Linked DNA regions of Sus scrofa: region 2 is linked to region 1. A link is a contact called in public promoter capture Hi-C data. All regions are on one chromosome and are shown on one strand. The core of a region is the stretch at or near the end of the contact, and the rest is flanking DNA. Distances in the headings are between cores, read along the strand shown.

What was found. Promoter capture Hi-C pulls out the DNA fragments that hold promoters and counts their contacts.
Region 2: a contact with region 1 is called in a promoter capture Hi-C map of liver, with 2.5 times the contacts expected there. The contact joins the promoter of FOXJ3 here to the promoter of C6H1orf50 in region 1. A contact is called at or near these places in 1 of 5 promoter capture datasets (liver), 2 of 47 Hi-C or Micro-C datasets (embryonic fibroblasts and epiblast stem cells) and 2 of 2 datasets of contacts at active chromatin or transcription factors (alveolar macrophages and skeletal muscle).

The regions. Positions count from the first base shown.
Region 1 is chr6:168,666,593-168,669,711 of Sscrofa11.1, forward strand. C6H1orf50 reads right to left here and starts at 1,487. Exons shown (of 5, transcript XM_003356499.5): 1 at 1,312-1,487; 2 at 1,077-1,192. The coding sequence starts at 1,390. P3H1 (prolyl 3-hydroxylase 1) reads left to right here and starts at 1,683. Exons shown (of 15, transcript XM_021096910.1): 1 at 1,683-2,242. The coding sequence starts at 1,778.
Region 2 is chr6:168,992,794-168,995,912 of Sscrofa11.1, forward strand. FOXJ3 (forkhead box protein J3) reads left to right here and starts at 1,639. Exons shown (of 13, transcript XM_021096929.1): 1 at 1,639-1,845.

The sequences.
Region 1 (3,119 bases), core at 237-2,736:
CACCATGCTAGGCCCTGGATGCACCGGCAAACATGAGAAAAAGGTCCCTGCCTTCGTTAAGGTTACAGTCTGATGCAACTATCCTTTAGAATAGGAAGCAAGTTGCATCTGTAATTTTAAATTTTCTAGTGAACATGTTAAAAGTAAAAATTAAGTAAAATCAATCCTAATAATATATTTACCCAATATATCAAAAAACATCATTTCATCATGTAATCAATATAAAAATTGTTAGAGAGATATTTTACATTTCATATGAAGTGTATATTTCATATTCACAGCATCTATCAATTTGAATGCTAAATTTTCATTGGAAAAACTTGATCTGTATTGAGACCATAAAATTTACAGTTGAGTTGATTCGCATACTCAAATTGTTCCAAATACATTTAAAAGTTTCCAAGAATTGAATCAATAACCAGGTTTTCTGTTTGTCTGTTTAGGGTGGCACCCACAGCATATGGAGATTCCCAGGCTAGGGGTCAAATCTGAGCTGTAGCTGCTGGCCTACGCCAGGGCCACAGCAAAGCGGGATCTGAACCTCGGCTGCAACCTACACCTCAGCTCAGGGCAATGCGGGATCCTTAATCCACTGAGCAAGGCCAGGGATTGAACCTGCACCCTCATGGTTCCTAGTCGGATTCGTTAACCACTGAGCCACAACGGGAACTCCGGTGCAAGGCTTTATAGGCCATGAAATATGTATGTGCATTTTGTTCCAAAGACAAGGAAGCACCTTATGGCCAATGAAAGTCGGTGGCAGGCATCCCTCCCAACAAGTGATCAGATGAAACGGACACACAGATGTTCTCCATAAAAGACCCAGATGAAATCGTGAGTATCGGGGTGCTCTGCAAACCTTCCCATCGAGGGAGATAACGGGCCCTCAAGACGCCGCGGAAGGGGTCTTCGGTCTCAGGAGGTCAGAGTTCGAGTCAGGCCACCGACTCGCAATGACCATCAGTTTTCCCCGCGTGCAGAACGGAGATAAGGACAAATGCTACCCCACAGTTTGGCTTGGGGGGGCCAAGCGAGCCCGAAGATGGTCCTTGACGTCCCCGGCCGCGCCTCCTCACCTTCTGCACCTGCTCCGCGAGCGCCACGAGGTCTAAGGGGTCCCCGGCCCGGTGGGTGTGGTAAGGGCTCACCAGGGCCAGGCCGCCGGGGGTCGGGCTGAGCTCCACCAGGGCTCCTGCGACACACACCCAGGAACACAGGCCGTGAGCGCCCGCCCTCGGCCTCCCGCGGGGCCGGGCAGACTCGCTGCTCCGGGCGGGCTTCTTTGCCCCTTCCGACTCCCGCCCCGCCTACCTCCCCGACCTGCCGCCGACTGAACGCCTCGGTTTTCCGTGACCCCCGGAGTCGGCCGGGGCGTCGCAGCGTCTTCCATGGCAGCGCCAGGTCCCAGCCTCCGGCCCCGGCGGCGCAGGGCTGCGGAGCCTGCGCAGAAAGGCCCGTGGGCGGAGCTCCCGCGTCCCGGCCCCTGGGCGTCACGGCCGCCGGGCGCTCGGGGGCGGGGCTCCTGCGGACTCACCGAGGCCCGCAGAGGGGCAGGGTCCAGGCTCGGGGAAGGCGAAGGCCGCGGTGCAAGCCTCCGGGGTGTGAGCTGCAGGGTGGGGAGGCGGGGCTTCCCGCGGGGCGGGGCCTCCCGCGGGGCGGGGCCTCCCGCGGGGCGGGGCGGGGCCTCCCGCGGGGCGGGGCGGGGCGGGGCTTCCCGGGGGTGGGACTCCGGCCTCCCCGGAGGGTGACCCGCGGTCCCGTTAGGTCCGAGGCCGCAATGGCGGCACGCGCGTTGAGGCTGCTGACCATGTTGTGGGTTGTCGCCGCCGCTGCCTCCCGAGCAGAGGCCGAATCCGAGGCGGGATGGGACATGACGGCGCCGGATCTGCTCTTCGCGGAGGGCACCGCGGCCTATGCGCGCGGGGACTGGGCCGGGGTGGTGCTGAGCATGGAGCGGGCGCTGCGCTCGCGGGCCGCCCTGCGCGCCCTCCGCCTGCGCTGCCGCACCCAGTGTGCCGCCGACCTCCCGTGGGAGCTGGAGCCGGACTCTCCCCCAAGCCTGGCGCAGGCCTCGGGCGCCGCCGCCCTGCGGGACCTGCGCTTCTTCGGGGGCTTGCTGCGCCGCGCGGCTTGTCTGCGGCGCTGCCTGGGGCCGTCGGCGGCGCACTCGCTCAGCGAGGAGCTGGAGTTGGAGTTCCGCAAGCGGAGCCCGTACAACTACCTGCAGGTCGCCTACTTCAAGGTGCAGACCCGGCCGGGCCCGGGGAGGCCGGGGTCCTTCCGGGCGTGGCGGGCCAGGGAGAATGGGGGGTGGGGGGAAGTGTCCGCGGAGAGGGACCGTGGCCTCCTGGCCGGGAAGCTCTCCTAGGACCCTGGGAGAGCTGGGACCCTCGCAGGAGACCAGCCTCGGCCGGTCCGCGTAGGCTGATGGTGACCCCAAAGGTCCACCCTGAGGTGAAGGCACAGACCGACCAAAACTTGGCCTTGGGTTCCCTAACAGGCCCTGAGAGGGAACTACAGCGGCAGCTTGGGTCTCTGATCCTGATTTCATTGTAAGTTCCCGAGTGAGAAGCGAGGACCTTTCTACAACATCTTCCTTCCGGTTCGCTTTTCAGTGATGCTTTTCCTGCTGCCCGAGTGCGGAGCTTTCTTTCAGGACCTGAGGTTGCCACGTCGCCAGTAGGGGCTGTCAGGCCCCTCCCTGTGGGGGACCCTCTGGCCGGTTTGTCAGGTTTCCAAAGAAAATTAGCATTTTTAGGAATTCCGGCCTGCAGGGTTTTAAGTCCGAGTGTATGCGTGGATGTGGAGCGCTTCTGATTGCGTGACGATGATGATAGCCAGTGCCTGTTTCCAAGCGCTGCTACGTACGTGGCGTTTATTAATTCATTTGCCCAGATCCTGGCAATATCCTGGGAAGTAGCTGCTGTTATTAGCCCCATTTTATTGGGGGAAAATAGAAGGTGGAGCTGCGCCCTATAACTCTTTTTCCATGGTTTAACAGACCTGCACTTCAAGCTAAAGAGAGACAGAAAATCAGATTTCCACCTCCTCAAAAGCATTTTGCTTACATAGCTCTGCTCCATTCCTCCTGGTTTCCCGGGAGAGTGCTGGACTTGAAA
Region 2 (3,119 bases), core at 389-2,888, 330 kb after region 1:
GCATCTTCAGCTCAGATCTGATCCCTGGCCTGGGAACTTCATGTGCCTAGGGACGGCCCCCCCAAAAAAAAAAATTCAAAAAAAATTTTTCAAAAAGGAACATAGGAGTCCTGTTTTAGGAACCTGACATGTGACAGCACCGGGCATGTGGTCTCCACTAGTTGGGGCATCCATCAGGTCAGAACCTTGGCTTATTCTCCACTGAAGCCCCAGCATTTAACATGTACTTCAAAGGAAGTAAACAAACATTTTATTGATAAAGAAATGGTTGATGTTAAAAAAAAAAAAAAGGTCCTGCCCCCTCTGCTCCCTCCTCCAGTTTTCCTCATACCTCTTACCTTGGTCTTTTTTTTCCCGGAAGGCACTAAACGCTTCCCATCATACCAGATTAGTTTCCTGTGACATTTATCATCTTTCTTTCCATACTTAGATGGCAGCTCCAATAAGAAGGATATTCCCTCCCACCAATGCCCCGCTTCTATTCACCGATCCAACCCAAACACTAAAATAGTGTCTGACAACCTCAGTAGTGATTGGCAAACCTTTGTTGGATGAATGAGTGAATGAATCTCTTAATTTCAGAGTCTTGCTGGAGTCCTACGTACCATGAGAACATAGGAGTGCTCTGAACCCCCGGTGCCTACAAATGCTTGGCAAATGGCAGGTGTTCAATGTTTGCTGAAGCAATTGGGTACTCGGCTCTTTCCCAGAGGTCTTTATCTGATCCCTATGGGACTACGTCAGAGGACCTTCCCGGAGTCAATTCAGTCGGGCCTCCCTTTTCCATCTCATTCAATCAACCTAGTATTCATCTAACAGATTATCTGAGTTTCCAAGTATTGAGCACCTACTGTGAGTTCAAAAGCATGCTTGGTGCTCTGAATGTAACTAAATGTGAAATTACAGGGCAGATTTGCAGTGCTGATACTTTAGAGAAAGAATTAGTAAAGATGGACGTAGAAATAAATTCCAAAGTTCACAAGCCGCCCAACTACCCTGCTAAAGACGCCACCTTTTGATAGCAAGGACCATAACCTGGGCAGCTGCCTGAGAATCAGAAAGGCCTTTGGAGTTCCAACTGCCTTGTTTTAAGGAGAAGGAAACCAAGCCTAGGCACGGGAGAGGCCTCGGCAGAGATGGGTCTAGAACCGGGACTTGGGACGTTCTAGAAGGAGAGGTGGCCTGAAGGTCTAAGATGCCTCTGTGGGGGCGCGCAGAGTCCGCTGGGCGCCGAGCTGGACTAGGGGGCCGGGCTCTCGGCGAGGCGAAGGGGCCTGTCGCTACGGCGCGGTAGAGGGGCTTTGCGGGGAGGTCAAGGCGCCGTCCTTCCGGGCCCGGGGCCCCAGGACTCCGTGGACAGGGTCCGAGGCGGAGGTCCCTGCCGTCCTCCACTTCGGAGCTGCCCCCGCCGCCCTCACTCCCGGGTCGCCACGCTGGGGCGCACAGCTCAAGCCACCCGGAGCTGCCGGCCGCCGGATGACACGGGCTGCGCGGAGGCGGGGCCCCAACCGCGCTGGGCACTACTTGTCCCAGCGGAGGGATCCCGCGCGCGCCGCCGTAGCCTTGACCGTGAAGGGCCGTGACGCCGTCGACGCCGCGCCGGTGGCGCAGCGACGTCGCGGGAGGCGGGGGCGGCGGCGGGGGCGGGAGGGGGAGCGGGTCGGGAAGTAGTTCCGGGTGCGCGGCCCCGGATGTTGGCTGCTCCCGCTGCCGCCGCCGCCGCTCTCGGCGCTGCTCCGGGCCTCGGCCGCTCGCTCCAGGGGCCGCTGGGACCTTCCCCGGGCGTGGGAGACGCACGCAGCGGCCGGGGGCTCGGCCGGGCCGTCCCGGCCTGCGCAGCCTGAGGTGAGCGCCGGTCGTCGGGGCGGCCGGGCCGGGGCGGCGGGTGAGGAGGCGGGGCCGGGGCATCTCCCGGGACGGAGGCAGGGGCTGCCCTCCGCGGGACGCCCTCCGGCTTCTCCGAGCAGCGGCCGCGCCGCGGGGCGGGCGGCGGGCGGGGCGGGGGGCCCGGGCCCGGGCCGAGGCCTGGCGGGCGGCGAGGGCTGGGTGCCTCCCTCCCCCGCGGCGCTTCTCAGCTGCTGCTGCCCCTCAGCCGAGCGGCGGCCGCGCCGCGCCTCCCGCCCCTCCCCCAGGCGGGGCCCGGGGGCGCCAGACGGGGCTCCCGGGGCGTCGCGCCCGCGGGCAGTGGCCGGCTTCTCTCCGTGACCTGCCCGTGGCCTGAGCTGGTCGCTGCCCCCGGCGCGATGCAGCTTCTTTCCTTCAGGCTTCGGGGTGGCTCTCGGGCGGCGAGGCGGCCAGCACCTTGCGTGTCTGGGGTGCCCTTCGGGGTGAGGAGGCCCGTGCGGGGGGCCTGCGTTCCCACCCATCCTGTCGCCGTGTCCTTTGCCGGCACTGGGGCAGAGGCAGCCGTTCCGTGCGGACGTGTTGCTGTCCTGTGTGTGTTGCATCCTGCCCACGTGGTAGGGTGTCTCCCCCTCCCCCCTCCATTTTTGCAGCTGGCGAGGAGGGAGGTGAAAGTGGGGTGGTTTTTCCTCTGCGAGTTCCTTGGCGCGGCGTGGAAGGTGCTAGGGTCAGGGTGCTTTGCTGCGGCGGACTCTTGGTCGGCTGGAACCAGCAAGACTTGTCCTCTGAAACGGGGGCTGGTAGGGTCTTGGTTTCATGGACGTCTTTTCTCCTCTCGCTGCTCCTGGTCTTTTTCCTGCAGACCGAATAGCAAGCTCTAGCTGCTGATGCACTGAGGTGTATAGTTTTCACTTCTCTATTCTACTGTGTGTGTGAGGTTGGCGAAGGTTTTTCTTTTCTGTGTGGCGCAGTCCACGTCTCTGTTGTTCCTAGTTGGATTCCTCTGTGCGCTGAGTTGGGCTGGCTGGGGGGCGGGGGTAGAGGTTGGTGGGCATCTTTAGTGTCTTCTCTTGACATTTACTTTATTTTCTCCTGTTGAGTTTGCCGGCGAAACAAACTGCGTGTCATAGATGTGTTACATGCATAGCGTTTTACTTGCACGGCAGCGCTAAATAGTTTCCCAGAGTCACTTATTTCGTGGGAGCTCGTTTATTGCACGTTCTCACTCTTTCTGTTGAGTAGGATCGCACTTTTTGGTCTTTGGAACGTGCTTTGAG